Linked DNA regions of Zea mays: region 2 is linked to region 1. Evidence: chromatin contacts called from public Hi-C data. All regions are on one chromosome and are shown on one strand. Each heading gives the region's core, a stretch centred on a gene start, on an enhancer-like site or on the middle of the called end of the contact. The rest is flanking DNA. Distances are from core to core; before and after follow the strand shown.

Evidence for each region. A called contact is a pair of places that touch in the nucleus more often than the background predicts.
Region 2: a Hi-C map of ear shows a contact between it and region 1, with 4 times the contacts expected there. The contact joins the promoter of LOC103653627 here to the promoter of LOC100273623 in region 1. A contact is called at or near these places in 4 of 25 Hi-C or Micro-C datasets (ear, endosperm, leaf and 1 more).

The regions. Positions count from the first base shown.
Region 1 is chr4:121,452,693-121,456,320 of Zm-B73-REFERENCE-NAM-5.0, reverse strand. It overlaps LOC100273623 (putative SPRY-domain family protein), which reads left to right and starts at 1,277. Exons shown (of 10, transcript NM_001148039.1): 1 at 1,277-1,781; 2 at 2,201-2,347; 3 at 2,753-2,839. The coding sequence starts at 1,393.
Region 2 is chr4:121,615,689-121,619,506 of Zm-B73-REFERENCE-NAM-5.0, reverse strand. It overlaps LOC103653627 (T-complex protein 11), which reads right to left and starts at 2,075. Exons shown (of 12, transcript XM_008680471.3): 1 at 1,651-2,075; 2 at 890-1,011; 3 at 366-807; 4 at 186-292; 5 at 1-96. The coding sequence starts at 1,839.

The sequences.
Region 1 (3,628 bases), core at 28-2,527:
CAGCGCAGGCAGCGACGTACACGCGAGGGAGCGGGAGGTCGTCATGCGCGCGCAGTAGCGGTTGAACCCTCTGAGGAACTGGACCCACACGACACTCCCCTCCATTGCGGCGCCTCCGTGGCCGAACGAAGAACTGGGAGGCGATTGCGGGGATCTGGGCAGACAAAAGAAGGCAGACGGTGGTGTGAGGGCATCCGGTAGAGCGTTAGTGGCGGAGTGGGAGAAGGCGGCACAGAGGAACGGGAGGGAGAGAGCGACGAGGCGAGGGTCTCCTGCTCCCGATGCTCGTGCGCCTTTGGGGACGGGTTGCCGGAGGAGGACACACCCATGGCCATCGAGTGGGAGGAGTACAAATTTGTTGTGGCAGAGGGAGCGAGGCGGATGCGGACAGGGATGACTACGCCGCGCAGCGCGGACGGGCGAGTGGGTGGTACAAGATCTTAGAGCATAGATCTAGAGATCTGAGTAAATGACTCACCGAGGCAGCGAGAACTCACATGAAGACGAAGAAGGCGGAGGGCGGTCGCTTGGGCTTGCCGCTCGTGGCGGCCTTCTTGCGCTTGCTGGCGACGCCACCAGCCCGGAGCCTGCAACAACAACCAAGAGCACCGTCAAACTATCACAAGAAAAAAGAGGAGGTGGTGTAGGCGCGGAGATCCAACCAGCCCCAAATTGTATCCTTCAACGCACCTGATAGTAGACGAGCGCACGCTCGAGCTGGAGGTCGGAGTCGCCGGCGTACTTTCCGGTGTGGTCGATGCCGTGCTCGTCGCATATCGGCCATCGTGGAGGTGGGATTCGTGGGGGGTAGGAGGCGGCGGGAGGAGCTAGGGTGCTCGCACGGTTGGACGACCGGGTGGGGCGGGGCGATGCGTGGGGGTGAGAGTGCGCGCATCGGACGGCTGAGAGACTCTAGAGCGTATTGGACGGTTGAGATCGTCGGAAGGCAGAACAAAGCAGAGGCAGCCTACCCCTTAGAGCCTTAATAGGTAGTATAGATTATGAGAAATTATTTAGATCGTGATACATTAACACCTCTCGTATACACATTCTTCTGAGAAGAACGCCTCAATTTACCAAATCAACCCCACGAAAACCTGCAAATCACACCCGTGTCTGTACGCCACCCAGTTGCTTCTCTGTGTACTCTCCAACTCATCACCGGCTCCATCCTTGTCCTACACTGACCTCGTCCCCATCCCGCAACCGCAAGCAACCACCGATCCAGCCCGTTCGGCCTTTCGGTAAGCTCGGCCCCCGTCCAATCCTGGTTCCCGCGATTTCCTTCGTGCTAGGGTTTAGTCGGGATCGGCGTTCGTTTTCCCTAATTTCGGTGAATTTTCCGCTTCTTTTTAATATACTGTTTCTTCCTTCTCGGCGGTGGATAGGCGAATGGTGACGAACCAGGACGCGGAGGCGGCATCGGCGGCAGCCCCGGGGCCAGGGGCGACGGTGGACCCGATGCGCCTAGCGTCGCGGTGGCGGTCCCAGACGGAGTGGGACCGCGCGGTGCCGGAGCTGGAGGCTGAGCCGGAGCCGTCCGAGCTCAACACCGTCAACAGTTCGGGACTCTTCTCCGTCGTCTCTACGGACAAGTTGTCCGTGAAATACCTCGGCAGCCATCACCACGGCCACGACGTCGGTGTCGTGCAGGCCGACCGCCCCGCTCCCACGCGCCGGGCCGTGTACTACTTCGAGATGGCCGTCAGGAACGCGGGATACAAGGGGCAGACATCCATAGGGTTCACGAGCGAGAGCTTCAAGATGAGGCGACAACCGGGGTGAGGACCCTTGTATTGCTGCCCTATTTTTTCTGATTATATATGATTTGCATTTTCTGTTTTGTCATTTATCATGAAAGCTTAGGATGTAATTTCCAATAATTGCATCACTTGTATAAATTTGTGCACAATTTGTTCCAGAAATCTTCAAATGTTAGTTATGTGATCATGATTGGCTATTTGTCGTTAAGGTCATAAGGTGTTTTTCATGCTATAGCTAAATTTCTAACTGTATTGAAGAGGTTGGTTCTCGCAGACTGCCAGACTATTTCTGATTTATGGAATTTCTGCTGGTTAACTAGATTTCTCCTCTTTACTTTACATTTGAGCTGACCTCATATTGCAAATGCTAGTGTTTATGTGGCTTACTTGATTTTCTCTCTCTCAAATTTATCCTTTGTGTCCTTTGTTCTTTCCAGTTGGGAGTCAAACAGTTGTGGATACCATGGTGACGACGGCCACCTTTACCGGGGTCTAGGGAAAGGCGAACCGTTTGGGCCAAAATTCACATCTGGTGACATAATTGGCGCTGGCATCAACTACTTGTCACAGGAGTTCTTCTTCACGTAAGTTTGGGAGTTCTTAGTAAACTGATAGTGTTTGCTTGTTTGACTGGCTATTATTAACCTTCTAGGGCATTTTTTTCTTGGCTGAACATAGGATGCGAATATATTTGTATGTCACTTTGCCATAAATCTTTCTAGCTTTGCAAATATTCTTATCAGTACATCCGTAGAATGTCAATTCTTGAATTTAGGAAAAGAACCAAGTCTTTGTATATGCACCTGGTACCACTCTTTGGCGCTTTGCTAGTTTCGACATGCCAATGCCATTCTTTATGTTCAGGTTGGAATGTGATGTATTATTAGTTTTGTTTCTTTCTCTTGAGGATTTCACCTTATGCCCTCTATATTAAAGAACGTATTGGCGTATTGCTGCACTGTAATCTAATTACATGTAGCATCTTGCAGGAAAAATGGAGCTCCGGTTGGAGCCATTCCAAAAGAAATTAAAGGCCCACTATATCCTACAATTGCAGTTCATAGTCAGGGTGAAGAGTAAGCTGCCACTTTCTTTAGTTGTTTAGGTGACATAATTGCTATTTGATTTGGTGTAAGTTGCGTTTCACCTGGTATTCCTACCGGAGTTGCAGATACATCTGTCAGGCTTGGATAGTAATACCTGTGCCAAAATGCAATTTACTCATTTGCCTTTTGCATTATATATGATGGTTTCCCCTTCTAACACAACATATAAAGTCACAAGTCATACACCTCAATAGTAACACATGTTAATTACTCCTTGTTTAAGTTTTAGACATAACTTTATCAATGATTCATTCTTGGATTTGTAGGTTCGCATATAAAAATATAGTGAATCAACTGTTGAATTGATGATTTATGTTGGAATGCAAAGTCCTACTTAAAGAAGTTCTGTCATATGTGGTGTTCAATATTTGCTGCACTATCTGTGATAGCTTTTTTATACCCCCCCTATTCTAAATTATAAGACACTAGATACATAGCTTTTGCTGTGCGCTTAGACACTATGTCTAGATACATAGTAAAATAATATATTTAGAAAAGCCAAAATGCCTTATAATTTGGAATGGAGTTATATATATATATATATATATATATATATATATATATATATATATATATATATATATATATATATATATATATATATATATATATATATATATATATATATATATATATATATATATATATATATATATATATATATATATATATATATATATATATATATATATATGCCTTTTCATTTTCTATATCCTCATTGTGGGGTATGATCTCTAGTCTACTCCAAGTTGCTTAGGA
Region 2 (3,818 bases), core at 826-3,325, 160 kb before region 1:
ATAGACACAACTGATCGCTGATTTATCCCCAGTGCATCAAAGGCCCTAGCCAATACTACTGTTGTTTTCCTAGAAGTTCTGAATCTTCTCCAGCATCTGAAGTTCCAAAAAATGAAAAGAATCATAAGCTGCAGATGGAAGACAAAGAATTAATTGGAAATTTCAGAATGTGCTATGAGATGTACCTTGCCAATTTTCTTGAAAGAAATTCTCCATTTTTAACTGAACTGCTGTGCATAGAACTGTGAGGATTTCCCCGCTGCTTCAAATAGTCAGCCCTCTGCTGCTCTGCCTATTTTGGCATATGTATAGATGGTTATGACACAAGTTAAAGAGCTAAAACAATACATCACAGAAATGCATACCTTCTGAAGCTTTTCTTCTAATTGCTCATTTAACTTGCTCCTCTCAGTTTCTCTCTGGTTAGAGGCAGTCTTCACAGCAAGTTGAACCTGCAAGAGCCTACTCTGTGCCCGTCTTTTCTCAGATTCAAGCAGCCCCAATCGTCTCTTCTCAGCAGCATTACACTTCTGTATTGCAGATTGTACACGCTCCCTGTACTTGTTTTCCCAAGTCAATCTTTGCATAAAGTACCTTTTTGTCCTCTCCTCTAATGCAGCCTGCCTCTTCAAACGATCATGCATTAGTTGCATACGATTGTTCTCAGCCTTTTGAACCCGTGATTCAACTTTCATTCCGAGTTCTTCCCTTTCCCTCTCGAACCTCATCTCTGCATCACTCTTAACAGCCTGTCGCAGTTTGTCCAGCTTAGCCAACCGGCTCTGTTCCTTTTCCAAGAGGGTCAACCTACAAAGGACACGGGTTTCTTCAGACCTTTTTCCCAAATACAACAGAGTAATGTACCCTACTGGATTCCTCTTCTGAATACCTCTTCTGCCTGGCAGCCAGGAGCTTTGCCTCAAGAAGCTGCCCTCGATCCTCCTCCTGCAATGACCCTGAAGGGCTCTTAATTGAGCGCCTTGCTTTGGAGGACAATGCTTCATGGAATTGCTGGAGAATAGCAAGTCGTATAAGATAGAGGACATAGCAAAAACTCATCTGTAACAGCATGACTTAAATTCTGCAAAAGCTAACTAGCCAAACATGAGCTTCCTTTGTCCATAGAATTGCTTCCAGATACATCTCAATTCTCAAGTCAATTGTCATGCAGCTCCTGAATGTGGTCAGGTACAGTGCCAAGCTAATGAAGAGTTCACCAATCCACCTAATCAAGTTTTATCTATAAACTACGAAAGCATAGAAATGGTCTTGCATTAGTTAGTTAACCAAGTGCGAGCTTCCACAGCCAATAGAATTGGCAAATAAATGTAACACTCGAAGTGGAGCATGATGCAACTCCGGATTTGATCAGCTAATGCGTGTGGTGTGGACGCGTGGTAGAGTGCTAATTGCTCCTAAGCTAACGCAGACTTTAGCATCCACCGACACCTTTTGATCTACATGTTATTATACTACTAAAACATGTACAAAATCCCCGCTCGCAACTACACCGAACACGAAATTCAAACCCGAGTTCGGTTAAATAAATAAAACATATTAACATCTTAACTTTTCCACCTACAAAACCAACAGGGACAAAATGTAGTAATTTCTACGTCACGCGAGGGGGAACGGAGAACACAAACACACCTGCCTCCGGAGATGCGCCTGGCGTAGCTTGGTCTCGATCTCCTCGGCCGTCGGCGCCTTGCCGCCGTTTTCTCCGCTGCCCGCCTGGAGGAGCCTCCGCCTGATCCTTGGTGGCACCCTGGCCAGTGGCGTCGGCGACCCCTCCTCCACCGCAGGTATCTCCAGCGCCACCGCCTCCGGCACCCCCATTCCGCCGCCGATCACCGAATCGAACCCAGGTTCCACTCGGAACTCGCCGACTCCGCGCCGTAGCCCCTTCTGGGCTGAGACGAACACCGATGAGATCTCGAAGGCCGCCACTCGACTCGACTGTGCCGAGTGCCAACTCCTGGCTTTCGTACTTTGGAACTTGGGGCCGTTACAGGCGTCGGCCGGTTCATCTCGTCACGATATTTTTTAGATTGTTTCTTAATATAATTCTCTCGCATACAAGATTTATACGGATAATTAAAATTCAGAATAAATATAAAATAAAATTAGATAATAATTTGGACATGTAAAAACATAAAATTAGATAATAATTCGAATGAGTAAAGATATCAGACACTACTCGAATAGATAACCAATATTTGGTAGATAGTTTGTCCTAATAACAGATATTAGCCAACCATTCGATAAATCAATAAAATATAAAAATACAATCATGTACTCTCTCCATCTCCGTTCCAAATTTTAAGTGACTAGTATATATATATATATATATATATATATATATATATATATATATATATATATATATATATATATATATATATATATATATATATATATATATATATATATATATATATATATATATATATATATATATATATATATATATATATCATACCGAAAATATAATGGTATCTATTTAATATGACACATATTAGTATTTTCTATAAATTTAACTAAACTTGGTATATTTTGATATAGTACTATTTTTAAAATTGTATTTTTTTATATTAGAAGTATATGCCTGACATTTCATTAAGATGGCATCGTTTTAGCTTTAGATGCGGAAAATAAAAATATATAATATATACTGAAATGTAGATATATACTTAGGAAAAAGAAATATAGAGATATACTTGCAAAAAAGAAATATGTATAGAAATGTGAAAATAACCTTAATATTAGGATAAGTATAGAACCCTCTCGAAAATGATATTTCTACAACTTGTTAAGGATGTCATTTTATGTTCTGTCATCATTCCCTGTTCTGTCTTTCTCATTTCTCCTCCCCGCAAAGCTTATTCTCATTTTCATTCACCCGTACAGCCTACGTCTAGCTAAAATTAAAAAAGACAAATGGCTCTAATGAGATTTGAACCCACAACTCCTCAAGCAAATACAAGTAGTAACTACCACTACACCACATATGTGTTTATATCTACATCTATGACAGGAAAAATATCTACTACATCTTTCCTAAGCCCAGTTGCTAACCTTGCACAATGTGTAGTAGTAGATAAATATCACCGAGATTCTTGAATTATATTTTTGATGGAGCGAGTAGTATTTAAAAAAGAGCCTTGCATGCAATTTCTTTTGTTTGAATAATGTTTTCAACTTAAATTCATTTTTTGCATGCGTGGCATTTATTCTCCATAATATTTTTTCCATAGATGTGACTTGTGAGTCATTTTCATAAACCAACGCCAAGGATGAATCCATGTTTCTTACTTAGAAACCCCGGACAAACACCACTAGCAGGAGCCGCTTGCGTTGGCGTCGCTCATCGACGACGAGAAGAAGCTTAGCGACTGCCAGTTCGAATTCTAGAAGCAGTCCTACGTGGTCGCATGCGCCGCTGTGTACAACAAGCTTCGGCGCAAGCCGCCGCTTGGACGCGGTCCAGAGCGGATGTACCGCACTGTCTATTGTCAAGCAGGGGGACCTCATGGTCGTCGCCAATGTCCGACTCTCGGGTTGTTCTGGGCACCGCATCCGACGACGGCGTCATCATGTCGTCTAGCTCATCGTCCACCTGAAGCCCAACCTGCCACGTAAGTCGCTACTGACGACCATGAATTTTTGTGCGCTAGGACGACAGTCGTTGCTAACGTTGTGTGAGCTTCCTCGAACATGATGTATGTAGAGGAGTAGCGCATCCGGTGGTGCAACGGCTAGGTGTACTACCTCGCTGATGAGACCGAGGTGTACTTCGTCTGGTAGCCCAACCAAGA